Regions from separate parts of the Mus musculus genome. Here region 1 is linked to region 2. Evidence: chromatin contacts called from public Hi-C data. All regions are on one chromosome and are shown on one strand. Each heading gives the region's core, a stretch centred on a gene start, on an enhancer-like site or on the middle of the called end of the contact. The rest is flanking DNA. Distances are from core to core; before and after follow the strand shown. Region 1 overlaps Sorcs2 (sortilin-related VPS10 domain containing receptor 2). Region 2 overlaps Sorcs2 (sortilin-related VPS10 domain containing receptor 2).

What was found. Hi-C and Micro-C count contacts between places; a contact is called where the count stands out from the background.
Region 1: a Hi-C map of embryonic fibroblasts shows a contact between it and region 2, with 12 read pairs. The contact joins two enhancer-like sites. A contact is called at or near these places in 1 of 15 datasets of contacts at CTCF or cohesin (large pre-B cells), 2 of 484 Hi-C or Micro-C datasets (embryonic fibroblasts and uterus) and 2 of 115 datasets of contacts at active chromatin or transcription factors (embryonic stem cells and large pre-B cells).

What each region holds. Positions count from the first base shown.
Region 1 is chr5:36,036,601-36,042,932 of GRCm38.p6, reverse strand. It overlaps Sorcs2 (sortilin-related VPS10 domain containing receptor 2), which reads left to right. Exons shown (of 27, transcript NM_030889.2): 14 at 734-841; 15 at 3,502-3,622; 16 at 4,679-4,812; 17 at 5,399-5,527. Among named protein-coding and RNA genes, the nearest start is that of Gm52811, 45 kb to the left of the region's middle. Within about 2 kb of position 1,797, at least 59 of the 459 cell types and tissues checked have an H3K27ac peak or open chromatin away from gene starts, as enhancers often do. A contact at or near this core is called in embryonic fibroblasts, where this site is marked.
Region 2 is chr5:36,185,318-36,191,882 of GRCm38.p6, reverse strand. The region is part of intron 2 of Sorcs2 (sortilin-related VPS10 domain containing receptor 2); the gene reads left to right. It overlaps Gm31945 (a long non-coding RNA gene), which reads right to left. Exons shown (of 5, transcript XR_003955889.1): 2 at 5,641-5,921; 3 at 4,955-5,034; 4 at 2,909-3,050; 5 at 2,316-2,485. Among named protein-coding and RNA genes, the nearest start is that of Gm31945, 9.2 kb to the right of the region's middle. Within about 2 kb of position 3,817, at least 44 of the 459 cell types and tissues checked have an H3K27ac peak or open chromatin away from gene starts, as enhancers often do. A contact at or near this core is called in embryonic fibroblasts, where this site is marked.

The DNA.
Region 1 (6,332 bases), core at 548-3,047, 150 kb after region 2:
AAACATCCAGGCAGCCAGTATCACTTTAGTCTGAAAAGAGAGAGAGAAAGAGAGAGAGAGAGAGAGAGAGAGAGAGAGAGAGAGAGAGAGAGAGAGAGAGAGGAAGAAAGAAAGGAAGGAAGGAAGGAAGGAAAGAAAGAAAGAAAGAAAGAAAGAAAGAAAGAAAGAAAGGAAGGAAGGAAGGGAAGGAAAGAAAGAAAGAAAGAAAGAAAGAAAGAAAGAAAGAAAGAGAGAGAGAGAGAGAGAGAGAGAGAGAGAGAGAAAGAAAGAGAAGAGAAGAGAAGAGAAGAGAAGAGAAGAGAAGAGAAGAGAAAAGAAAAGAAAAGAAAAGAAAAGAAAAGAAAAGAAAAGAAAAGAAAAGAAAAGAAAAGATAGCTGTGTGTCCTGGGAGGTAATATCTCTGTAATATTAACATGTCACTGACAGAGGAACCCTGAGCTGTGATCAAGCCTTGCATGCTATTCCTGGATGTTTCTAAGGCTCGGCTGTCCCTGCTATTCATGGGGCACAGTGCCTATGTGGTACCAGTCCTTCTCATTGCTGATTAGTCAAGGATGCCATGTGGCTGGCAGGTGGTCTTACCGGAGAGAGGGGGGATGTGGTCTAGCTGTGGCCTAGGTGTTGAGCTGTCCCAGAACTGGTCTCTGGTGGATAGGAGTCAGGCATGGGAGGTAGAACATCTTAGAAAGGAGTAAGACCATGCCGCTCTGTGGACACTGGTGGCCTTTAACAGGTTCAGCGTGGATGAGGGCCACACGTGGAGCACACACAACTTCACCAGCACCTCAGTGTTCGTGGATGGGTTGCTGAGCGAGCCAGGGGATGAGACGCTGGTCATGACGTGAGTGTGGAAGGGGACGTGGGTGAAACAGGCACATCTGATGTGAGGAAGACCACAGCACTGCCCACAGCACTGGGTGGGGGGGTGGGGTCAGAGCCACTCCCAGGAGGTGACCTCATACTGGGCCTCTGCTTCCTGCTACTAGGCCAGTGGCTCCTCCTCTCACCCTGGCTAGCAGGCACATCTGCTGCCTGCACTGGCCAGTGACAGCCAGGAAAAAAGCTGGGGAGGTGATGTAGCCTGCATGCCTCTCCCCACTCAGGGCCCCAGGGAGCATTCATAGAGTCCCATGAAGTGTCCAGAGAGCCCCATGGAGCATCCGTGACCCCTACAGAACCCCACAGAGCATCCCAGTACCTCCATGGAGTGACCACAGCCCCCTGGAATCCATACAGAATGTCCATGACCCCCCCCCCAGAAGCAGATGTAGTTCCTTCCACAGTCAGGCTGCAGTGAGAAAGCCCACTGTGGTGATGACCTCTCATCCTCCTTTCTGGGTGGCTAGCAGAAAGCCAGGGCAAGTCCTACTACAGGACACAAGTAGTATGTGTATCCCAGAAGAGCTGAGCACCAGGCATGGAAGGCTGAGATAGTCCCAGTCACCCTCTATTTAGCAGCTTGGGAGGCAAGCAGGTTGTTCTTGGTCAGGTGCTCCATGATGCTGTGGCCTTCAATGACCCTGCAGGGGATAGGGGTGGGGGCTCATGCTTCCCCAGTCTGTGTGAACTGTCTGTGTGAAGGCTGTGGTGTGGGACAGCAGGGGAGGTCAGGGCTATGGTGCTTGGTATTTGTCAAGAAAAGCAGGTGAGGAAGTCTGGGCTGGGGCAGACTCAACCTGGTTCCTTGGCCTCTTTACAAGGAGGCTGAACAGTTTGCTGGACTAAACCTGCAAAGCAAGGGCTAGCAACAAAGGCGACAGCCCTCACAGGGCTCTCAGAGCTCCAGCAAGCTGGCAGGGTTCCCAGCCTCCGCTTTCCCCAGCCCGGCCCCACCACAGGGCCATCTCTGCCCTGAGCACATCCCCTCCCCTCCTCCACCTCACTTCATCTTGTAGTCTGCATTTTGTGGCTGCTTTGGGACATTCGTGCTTTGTGCAGCCAAGGTCCTCAGATCCGGGTCTGGTCCCAAATGCAGCTTTCATCCCTGCAGCCGGCATTCATCTGGAGAAAGCTGCAAAGTTCACAGGCAGGCGCGTTCATGTTTTAAGTTTTTAAACAGCGCCACAAGGTTCCTACGAAGCCTTTCACAAGGCTGCATCTTCAAACAGCTTCCAATTTCAGTGGGCATGGAGATCATTCACGTGACACAGGCTGGCAGAATGAAAAACTTTTCTGTCTGAGCTTAGGACAGAGCCCCACCCTTATGGAACCTTTATCTTCATCCACCCAGAGGTCACATCTAAGCTGCCCAGTTACCTTGTCAGGACATTGTTCCCAGCACTGCCCACAGCACAGCACAGGACAGAGGGTCCCAGCCTTGGGCTGTACTATGAGGGCTTTCAGCCTAGCAGGGCTACAGGCCATCCCTAGGGCGGAGCCAGTAATACATTCTACAGCATGGCCCACATTTCCTGCTCTCTGCCAAGTAGTCAGTGGCCCTTTGGCCTATCCTGCTAGAACCGTTCAACTAGATAAGAGATGCCCACAGTAGGAACTAAGGTTTCTTTACAGACAGGAACTGGCATACAGAGATGGGATTAGCTGGACCAACTTGCTTCTCTGCTTGAGCTCAGAATGTAGAGTATGGGACATTCCCATACAGGAGATGCTCGGCTATCACACTCAGGCTAATTGGCCATGGTGAAGGCCAAGCCTCACAATTGTGAGCTGCCAACCCATGTATCACCCTGGGTGGGGCCCTTCCTTAGTCTTGTTCCCCTCTGAAATCTGGGGCGATCAGCATACATTCCTCACAGGATACGGTGAGCCCTAAGGAGATGGACAGAAATGTGGGAACCCCTCTCTCTAGCTGCCTGTCAAGGTGACAATGAGCTCTGACAAGAGGAACACCCATCTGAACAGCAGGTTTTCCGAGACAAGGCCACCCATGGTCTGCAGGACAGTTGGATGGGAGGAGCCAAAGCCAGTGTGCAACGCTGGTCTCAGACCAAGCTGAGCACGCCTAGCCTCCATGCATCATGGTGCTTCCTGTGCGGCTGGCCGCCCTCTGTCCCTTTCTCTGCTCAGTGGGATGCATTGCGCTGTCTGTCATGGGACCCTTTCATTCACTGTCCAAGCCTTACAGTGACTTATCTCTCTGGAGTGCCAGCCCTGCCTGGAACCAATCCCATGGTAGGCAGAGGCAGGCTGGCAGAAAGGCAAGGAGACATCAGATAATACGAGACTTGGCTCCTGCTCACCCAAAGCAAGTGTCTGGTGTGTAGGCTATGGAAAGGTCTGTGGCAGCCAAGAAGGCAGGGAGCCTACCCTGGCAGAAAGGGGATTGCATGGGTTGGATGGATAACCTGCTCTAGTACAATCAGCATGCCACAAACAGCAATCACTCTGAGGACGATAACATCAGGCCAAGGCCAGTGGATGACATGTCACATCCTCGAATCCTACTGACCAGGAGAGCTATTACAGGTGGTGGTACAGGGAACCTGAGTGTCTGGTCATCAGGGAAGGGTCCATCTGAAGTGTCTTTCTTTCTCCCCTCAGGGTCTTTGGTCACATCAGCTTCCGCTCTGACTGGGAGCTGGTCAAGGTTGACTTCCGGCCCTCCTTCCCCCGGCAGTGTGGCGAGGATGACTACAGCTCCTGGGACCTCACTGACCTCCAGGTGGGCCATGCGCCTGCAGCCACAGGGCCCTTTCCTCTTCCAGGGAACCTCACAGGTGCCAACCTCTTCCCACTCAAGGATGTTGTGGGCCATCCTCGTACCTGTAGCTGCTCTGATCTGCAGTTCTTAATGACCCTAGCACCTGCAGGGCTTGAGCCTCACCCTCAGCCCGGAGGTCTCCATGATATAATTTGGAACTTTTTTGCTTATGGGGAGATGGGCAAAGACTATATGACATCAGGGTCTGAGGCTGTCCTATGTTATAATGCATCATCAATGTCTAACCTTCGCACCTTGGGTTGAACATGAAGGCCCCATGTCAGCTCCTGGAGGGTGGAACAAGAGAAGCTGACACTTCAGTGGGTACCTGGGGACTGTGAGTGGGTGTGATTTAGTGTCACCTGCTGAAGGTTCTGTGGTCAGCCTGGAGGAGTTTATTAAAGACCAGGGAGCCAGAATAGCAAGTGGAGATTTGTAGCCAAGAAAGATGGAAAATTCCTAAGAGGAGACACCTGGAGTCAGAGACTCTGCCTGAGCCACTAGCTAGGGCAGTAGCTGAAGTCAACCAGGAGCTGGAATCGAGCATCGAGAGTTCGCACATGGAGGATACTCTGGCTAGTGACTCAACAGCTCTCTGCAGAAACTGGTTTACAAGAAAGTGCTCAAATGAGCCTTGAAAAGATTCCAGAGTCCCTGACAACTCTGTCCCATCACTACCAGGGGCCCTGTTATTGGAATCAGGGCAGTGTTGTTCCAAGCATAGTCTAAGAATCTCCTGTGTGTCCACAGGAGCCCTCTAGACACAGCTCATCTCCAGTTATTCACAACCCTGGTCCAGCTGTTCTGTGACCATCAAGGGCCAGCCATAAGGCTTGAGATGAGGGAAGCTGAGCCAGTTGACTGATATGTCAAGTTCTTTTGAACCCCAGTTTCCCTGTTTGTCAAAGGAGGCAAATGCCCCCACCCCAGCTGCCACCAGGGCAGGAGCCACAGGACAAGCCAGTGACAGCTGTCACCGTCCTCTGTCCGTTCCTCATCCTAGTGTTCTTGCTACAGGGTGATCACTGCATCATGGGCCAACAGAGAAGTTACCGGAAGAGAAAGTCCACATCCTGGTGTGTCAAGGGACGGAGCTTCACATCAGCACTCACGTCACGTGTGTGCAAGTGCCGGGACTCCGACTTCCTCTGGTGAGCACTGTCCCTCCCTCCTGGCTCCTCCAGCACCTCTATTTCATGACGACCTTGTCCCCAGAACCAGGGCAGAGGTCGCAGTGTCCTTCAAGGAAGATCTCCAGACACACACTGCCGCCTCTACCCTGGGGCATCATGGGAGCAAGATACACTCACCTAGCCCTCTGCTCCCTCTAGGATTCATTCTACTCAAAGGCATACTACCCTGTGACAATGTCGTTTGCAAAGCCTCCACTCCCATCCTGCCTCACACTCTCTACCCAGCACCCCACATTCAGGTCTCCTGTGTCCTTTCCAGGGCAGCTGACCCTGGTTGCACAGCCAACAGCCACTCCTTGCTTCCCCCTCTCTCCCTGGCATCCTTTGAGTGTCACTCACCTCCCCCAGGAAGCCTTCCAGGCTCTACTTCATTTTCAGCCTCCTTGGACTGGAATGGAGCTAGTCTGTTCAATCTGTTCTCTGGATTAAACTTGTGGATTCACCCATGTCCCCACAAATGGACACCTCTAGACCTGTGCTGTAAGGTTCTCCACCCTAGCTGCTCCCTCTACTCTTACCTTTTAACCCAGCTTTCCCTTCCCAGTGACTACGGGTTTGAGCGCTCATCTTCCTCGGAGTCCACTGCCAACAAGTGCTCTGCCAACTTCTGGTTCAACCCTTTGTCTCCTCCTGAAGACTGTGTCTTGGGTCAGACTTACACTAGTAGCCTTGGGTGAGTACACTTAGCCACCCAGCCGGTCAGCCACCCATCCACTCACCCATCTACCCACCCCCTCTTTCCCCCACACCAGGTTTTCCTCCATTTTAGCTGAAATCTCAGCCACTGGCATACTCACCTTCTGGGCCTAAGCCCATGACATACAACGAGTCCTACAGTCTGTGCTGCGCTGGCTAAAAGTTCTGCAGGAGGGGGAGTGGCAGGGAGGCCCTTCACCCCACCAAGTGGGTGAAGCTGAACAAACTGCTTGTACAGAATCAACATTATGTAGAAATACCAAATACATAACATCTGTGATCCTGCAGCTTCATCAGGGCCCACAGGCTCCATGTGATGGGCCATTTCCTCACCCTTTGTGGGAGGTTCCTTATTACTTACCATGGAGAACTAGAAGAAACAGAGGCAGGAACAGGAACTAAATGCTTTAGCCTTGGCAGTATATAGCCTAACATCTATTATCCATCCACCCAACTGTCCTCCTCCATCCATCTATCCCTCCACCCACCCATCCATCTATCCATCTATCCATTCACCTACCCACCCAACCATTCACCCATCCATCCATCTACCCAACTATCTTTATCCATCCACCCACCCATCCATCCACCTATCCATCCACCTATCCACCCACCCATCTATCTACCCACCCACCCACCCACTCATCCATCCATCCATCCACCTATCCACCCATCCACCCATCTATCTATCCACCTACCACCCACCCATCCCCCATCCATCCATCTAGCCACACACCCACCCATCCATCCATCTACCCACCCACCCATCCATCTAGCCACAC
Region 2 (6,565 bases), core at 2,568-5,067:
CCCTGGGCTACCTGGTCACCCTCTGGTAGTACCAGGAAGATCTTCCTCCTCCCTAACTCTTTCCTTCCTTTCTCTCTTTTCTCCCTCCCTGTTTCTGCCCCATCCAGCAACTCAGAGAAACAGGGGACAGTTAACTTCACATTTGCAAGGTGAACTAGGGCCAGCTGCCAGGGCTTCAGTCTCTGTCTCTACCTGTGAGGCAGGCCTGCCCCCTCCTTCACCCGCCCTGCTTGCCTGTCCCCTCTTCTTGTCAGCAATGGCCAGTGTTCGTGTGGACATGCATGTGGCTTGGGGAGGGATATGGTTATGCTGGGTATGTGGGACATGACAACTGGTATACCTTGGGGTCCTTGGACCACAAGTGACTGTACTGAACTTCCACAGGCAGTTGGGGTGACCTCGCTCCATGCCAGGGCCTCCTCCACATCATCTTCCACGGGAGATTAGTCATATGCCATGCCCTGAAGTCTGTGCTGTTCAGGTTTCTAGGAATCCTGCAGCCTTCTTGATGGCTTCACCAAGCCACTGCTTCCTGCCTGGACCAGGAACCTCTATGCCTTTCAACTTATGGGGGTCAGACCCCAAGCTGAGCCATTGTGAAGCAGGACTGGGTGGTACTCACAGTGCTCATGTTGGGGGTATGATTTATGGGAACCCATCCCGTTGGTAGCCAGTGTACCCTTGGGAGTACACATTTGATGTCCAGACTTAAGGGTGCCATCCCCCTCACAATCTGGGGGGTGCCACCTGGAGCCTAGGTATCTAAAATATTCCCAGTGACATTTCTCCTATTGGCCACCATGATCCTGCCATGCCCCCACTATGTGGAGAGTCACTTGGGGGCTCTCTGCCACCTCTGCCCATGCATATTCCCAGGCTTCTGGTGGTGTCCAGCATCGTGGGAGGGGTTGTGGGCTTGTTGGCCTTCCATGTACAGAGGATGGTTACTTGAATGCACAGGGACTTGGAAGTTCAGAGCTAGGAAGTAACATACTGCCGTCCCCAGTCCTGTAGTCACATGGGATCAGTTTTCCAAGGTCACCCAACAAACTGGCTGCATTTCCATGTAAGCCCTGTGACCCTGCTATGAACTTGTAGCGGCCTTCCGACTCCCACAAAAGCGTGTTTAACACACATGGCCAAGCCTAGCGTTTGAATTTTTCATGCAGCAGGCTAGCGAAGGCACTTCATTGTCATCAAGGGCTTTGATCTTCCCCCCTCCCTCCTCCAGCCTGGAGGGATCAGAAATGCCCAAGATGAAGGCACATCTCAAGTATTCCAGAACCTTCTTCAGGATGCCCTGCCAGAGATGTCAAAGGAAATTAGCAAGAGGTGATGTCAGGCTCAAGGAAGCAACATTCAGTCACTCGTACCCTTCTCTCCCCAAATTGAATTATTCATAATTTCCATCTTAATAAAATAATTACTGCCTCGAGTTTGCCCTCCCTGAGAGGGGCTTGCTTCCTATCAGAATGTGAAAAGGGCTAGAGAGGAATCTCCAGAGGAGGAGCAGGAGGCCCCTGACCCCTCCACCATGATCAGCTTCTCCATTCACATTCACCCCCATCCCCTCTTAGTAACCAACGGCTGAGTTCCAGGCTGCCAGCCTGGTCACCGAGACCCTTCTCTGTCTGATGGCTGCAGATGCTGTATGGTTACCAGGGGAAATGTTGAATGGCTATGATCAGTGTTCCAGGAACTCAAGGGCTGCCATGAGGTACCAAAGTAGGAATGGTGGCGACAGGGAGAGACAGAAGAGGAAATGGGATGCTGATGGTTATATACCAGAGGCTCCTATCAGTGACCATGCTGGGGATGCTGGCGAGAACACCTAAAGCGTGGTACCTATCCTCTGTCCCCACAGCAAGTGGTCATCCTCTAGGGGTACAGCCCTGACCCTCAGACACGGTACTTAGTCCAGCACCTCTGAGTCCATGTCAGGACCCACCCAGGAGCCTCAGCCTCAAGCCCCATGCCCCATGCCCTGTGTCCACAGCCCATGTAGTCCGACTAGTCTCTTCACCCCCAGGACCACAGAGAGACCTCTGGGATTGTTGTTCTTCTTGCCTCAGTTTCCCTGTGTCTTCCCTCTGATGGGCTCCTTATCTGTCCTGGTACATGGCTCTGAGGAATGAAGTGAGCTTTCAAGGAAGGGCAGAGCACAAACTTGGGGAGAGACATCAGGGGAGAGCATTTGAATCTGGTTCTGCGCTCTGTACCTTCTGAGCTCCAGTAACTGTGAGATGGGAAGACATGATCTGACTTCTCTCTTTGCTGTGATCAGAGAGGCAAGAAGCAACTAACAAGAAGCAAGGTGAGAAAGAAAGGGTTTTATTTGACTCTGTAGTCTGAGGGGACAGTCCAAAGGCATGGTGGCCAGAGTCTGAGCCAGTTGGTCACCTTGTGTCAGCAGTCATCAGAGAAGGAGGTGAATGCCAGTGTTCAGTGTGTCTTCTCCTTTCTGCTCAGTATAGGATGTCAGCCCCTGGAATTGTACCAGCCACATTCAGAGTGAGTCTTTTCTCCTCAGTTAGACCCCTGGACACACCCTCATAGACACCCCAGAAGCCTCTTTTCTAGGGGATTTGAAATCTAGCCAGGCTGCCAATTCACAAAGAGCCCACAGAACAGTCAATGGGGAGCCTACATTCATTTTAGCTCCCTACCCAGGAACTGGGCCATGATGCTTTGGCCTCAGTTTCTTCCTCTGCAGAATGGGCAGAAGGCTATTGTCATCTCAAGTCTGGCTTCAATGACCGTGACGCTAAGGAGTGCCAGCTTTGTCTTATGTTCTTGCAGAGGGATAGCAGCCACTGGTATATAGGAAGTCAGACAGAGTGTGGCCATCTTTGTTTCCTCTGTCATCCTGTCTTCCTGTGTGCCATATAAGTCCCTGAAGTTCACATACCTGCTCCTGCCCCCGCAGAGACTTTCAGGGGCAGACCCACTTCTTTTGAGACTTGGGGACTCTGTACCCAGCATCAGATTTGGCACTGAGGGGAACTCGGTGGATAAAGGCCGCTATTGATTCCCGAATCTGCCTGGAACAGCTGTTGAGTGGAATGGGAAATGATTGCTTAGAGTGGGCACTCACTGGGTCAAACCGCCCATCACAGCATCCTCATGACAACTCAGAGGAGTCCCAAGCAAGTGACCCACATTCCAGGACTTCAGCTTCTTCCTACATAGAATGGACAGAAGGCAAGGATCATTAAAGATGAGGATTTTGAGTGCCGTGGCGCTGAGAGTGCTGGCCTATGGTCTGTGCCTCTTACAGGATAGCAGTGGGACAGTGACCCAGTAAACGGACAAGGAAACTGAATCACTGGTAGTACATGACCCAGGACTGGGAGACAGCGGCCAGGCACCTGGCCAAGGAAACTGGCCTCATGACTCAGTCTGGCCATAGTGGCTGAGTGTCTTTCTGAATGAAAGACTGTAGGAACATGGGCTCCAGAACCCTGATCCCTGAGTCACTAGGATGAACTGCACAGCCTGGTCATTCAGAGGAAATAGCCTTGTGTGAGGGACTGGGTTTTTAGTCTAGGATGTACATTGCAGCTGACTGTGGGGACAGGGGCCAATGAGAGGGCTTCTAGAGCTCAAATCACGTTTTGAGCAGAGATTGACAGAAGAGATGCCAACACACAGTATGTGTGAGGTGTGTGTGTGTGTGTTTGTGTGTGTTTGTGTGTGTGTGTGTGTGTGTGTGTGTGTGTGTGTGTTTGTGTGTGTGTGTTGGGATCTCTGGTGTGGGGCAGGAGAAGCTTTGGACCCAAAGGTTTCAGGGGTTAGCAGGCTGAGCTTGCACCTTGTCCTGGCTAGAACTGTACATGTTTGAGATTGGCAAAGCAATCTGTTGTTTAACTTTGGGGGATGAGGCCAGTGGCTTGTGCTTATTGAATTTAGAAATGGTAAGAAGGAAAGTTTGACAGATCTGGGGAGATGCTGTTGTTCTCATTCGCTGTCCTGGGTCGCTGCTGTGCGCATACAAATGACCTGATTAATCTTTCAGTGGGGGCCTCATGCTCACCAGCCTGCTGTGAAATCTGCCTCCCACACTGTACCTGAAGCCTGCAGACAGGTGGGAGGAAACTTCCAGCAGGGACCCCGCCCCCCCCCCCCCCATGATACCTGGACTCCTCACAGAGTCCAAACTGGTCCATGGCTGAGTGTCTAGTGTCTTTATTCAGTGTTTTTAAAACCAGCATTAACTCACTCATCAATGGTGCACAGGAGTGTTTATGCTGGACCACAGTGAACTGGCTAAGTTTGTACAGTTTGGAACTTTCCTGGTTAGATCAGCAGAATGGATGCAAATGGCTTCACTGTCAAGTGACATCAGAATTCTGTAAGATGACCAATCTTCATGGAAGAGTTGTCATGGCTGGAGAAGTTGGAGAAGGCTCTGTGGGCTGGGATAGGTGGGAAGTTTTTTGTGACAGTCATTGTGGGATGTTTGTGGATCTGTGGAGATGCTATTCCTGTCAGAGAAGGTACACCAAAACCCTTGTGTTCTGAGGGACTGGGGCTTTTTAGGAAAGTGGAGGGCACACCCACTTTTGGTTGCCGGTGGCTGGGCAGAAAGCCTTGAGTGCCTCACTAACAAGGTGGCCTGGGTCTTAGTGCAAGGGAGCCATTGGGGGATTTGAGGCTGCGGAGGGTCATATGGGCAGATTGGTCATCTATCTATCAGTGTGATGGGTTGAGCTACTGAATGTGGAGTGAGGATTTGTGGGAGTATCCTCTCCATAGGAGTGCCTGAAACTGTACTCAGACCATGTTCTCTGGGGTTGGTGAGAGGCTAAAGGGTAAGCAAAAGCTGAGAGACAGACAGACAAAGAGACAGAGAGACTGGCCAGTGGGCTAGCCTGGCAGAGGGAAGCAGACATGGGGGCTGGAGGAGTTGGGGCTGACAGAAGCCCGGCTATGGTTGTGTATAGCCCAGCCTCACCTGCAACTTCTGACTGAGGGTCAGGCACCTGATGTACTAGTGTCCCAGGTCAAGGTCCTCACCATGCTGCTGCTTACCCTCTACAGAAACAGAGTGAAAAGGGCACACAGGCCTGGACTCAGTACCAGGGAAGTGACCCTCATTAGCTTCTCACTGTGTGACACACACACACACACACACACACACACACACACACACACACACTATGCTCTCTGCGGTCTGGTGCACAGGTTTGGTGTCTGTGTTTTGGAGCAAGGCTGGAGGCAGACTCTGGCTGTTCTCCCACTTGGAGCAGAACCCTCCCACTACCAGGACACCAGTGTTTACCTTCCCGGCTCAGTCTCTGCTCCCCCAAAGCTTCTCTCTTAATGCAGGAGAACTATATCAATCTCTCCTCTCTTCACAGTGTAAAGTTGGTGGCTCCCCCAGGATGCAGGGAAAGGCATGACATCTCCCCAGGCATCGACACACAGACTTCCCTCTGCCATCGTGAGGATGGGATGGCAGTATCTTTAGGGAGCTTGGAGCTAGAGTTTTCTCATTTCCGCTGATTTTAATGCTGCTGCCATCCCAGGGGCCCTGTGCTTGAGACCAGCAGGCACTTCTCGAGACGGTATTTTGTTCTTTTATAAACACACAGACTCACTATAGAATATACAGGAAACACTGAAGGGGGGGATGCTCACCTGCAATCCCCCTCACAGAGGGGAATATAACTTGCTCCTTACAGCAGCTATGTACTTGAAGTGACATTGGTGCGCTCTTTGCAGACCTGGTGGATGCAGGTCATAAAGAAGTGAAGCGCTCAGCTGCTGGAGCTGGTAAGTCCCCAGATGCACCCTCAGGCCATGTCCCAGGAAGGCCACTGGGGCTCCTCCCACCCTCAGATGAGAGCTTCAAAGAGCAGAACGGTCAATGCTGTCCAACTTTCAGAACCCTCTTTGGAGAGTCCGCTAGGGATGTCCACCTGAATGGAAATGATGTAAATGTCATGGATGCCTGGGACAGCGTCCTTATGACCCAAGCTCAGCACTATCCTTTGGGGACAGAGCACCAGCTTGTGATCTCCACTGACCAAGTAAAAGCTTCACCCCACCTCTCCTCTTCCTCCTCTCCTTCCTCCTCTTCCTCCTCCTCCTTCTTCCTCTCCTCCCCCTCCTTTTTCCCCTCCCCTTCCTCCTCCTCTTCTTCCTCTTCTCCTCCTCTTCCTCCTGTCCTCCTCCTCCTTCTTCTTAATTTATTTATTCACTTTACATCCCAATCGTAGTCCTCCACCCCATCCCACATTCTCTTAAGTCCCTTGCTGCCATGGCACTGGGAGCCTGTCTTCCCATGCAGGTTTCTACTCTGTGGGGCCAGAGATGTTTCCTGCACTGCAGATGGAACAAGGCTATCTTCAAGCTTCAGCTTCCCAGAGCTGTTCTAGCCCCGTGACTCCAGGATCCAAGTCTGAGCCCCAAGGCCTGCAGGTCCACCCCAGTGTGAGCACACAGCTGTGCTCCCCAGATGGCCCGCCTCACGTCTGTGTCCATCATATGCTCAGGTCCTCAGTCCTCCCGAGCACAGCCTCCCGCCCATGGACAGCGTCTCAAATCAGTGTTGTATGGTGAC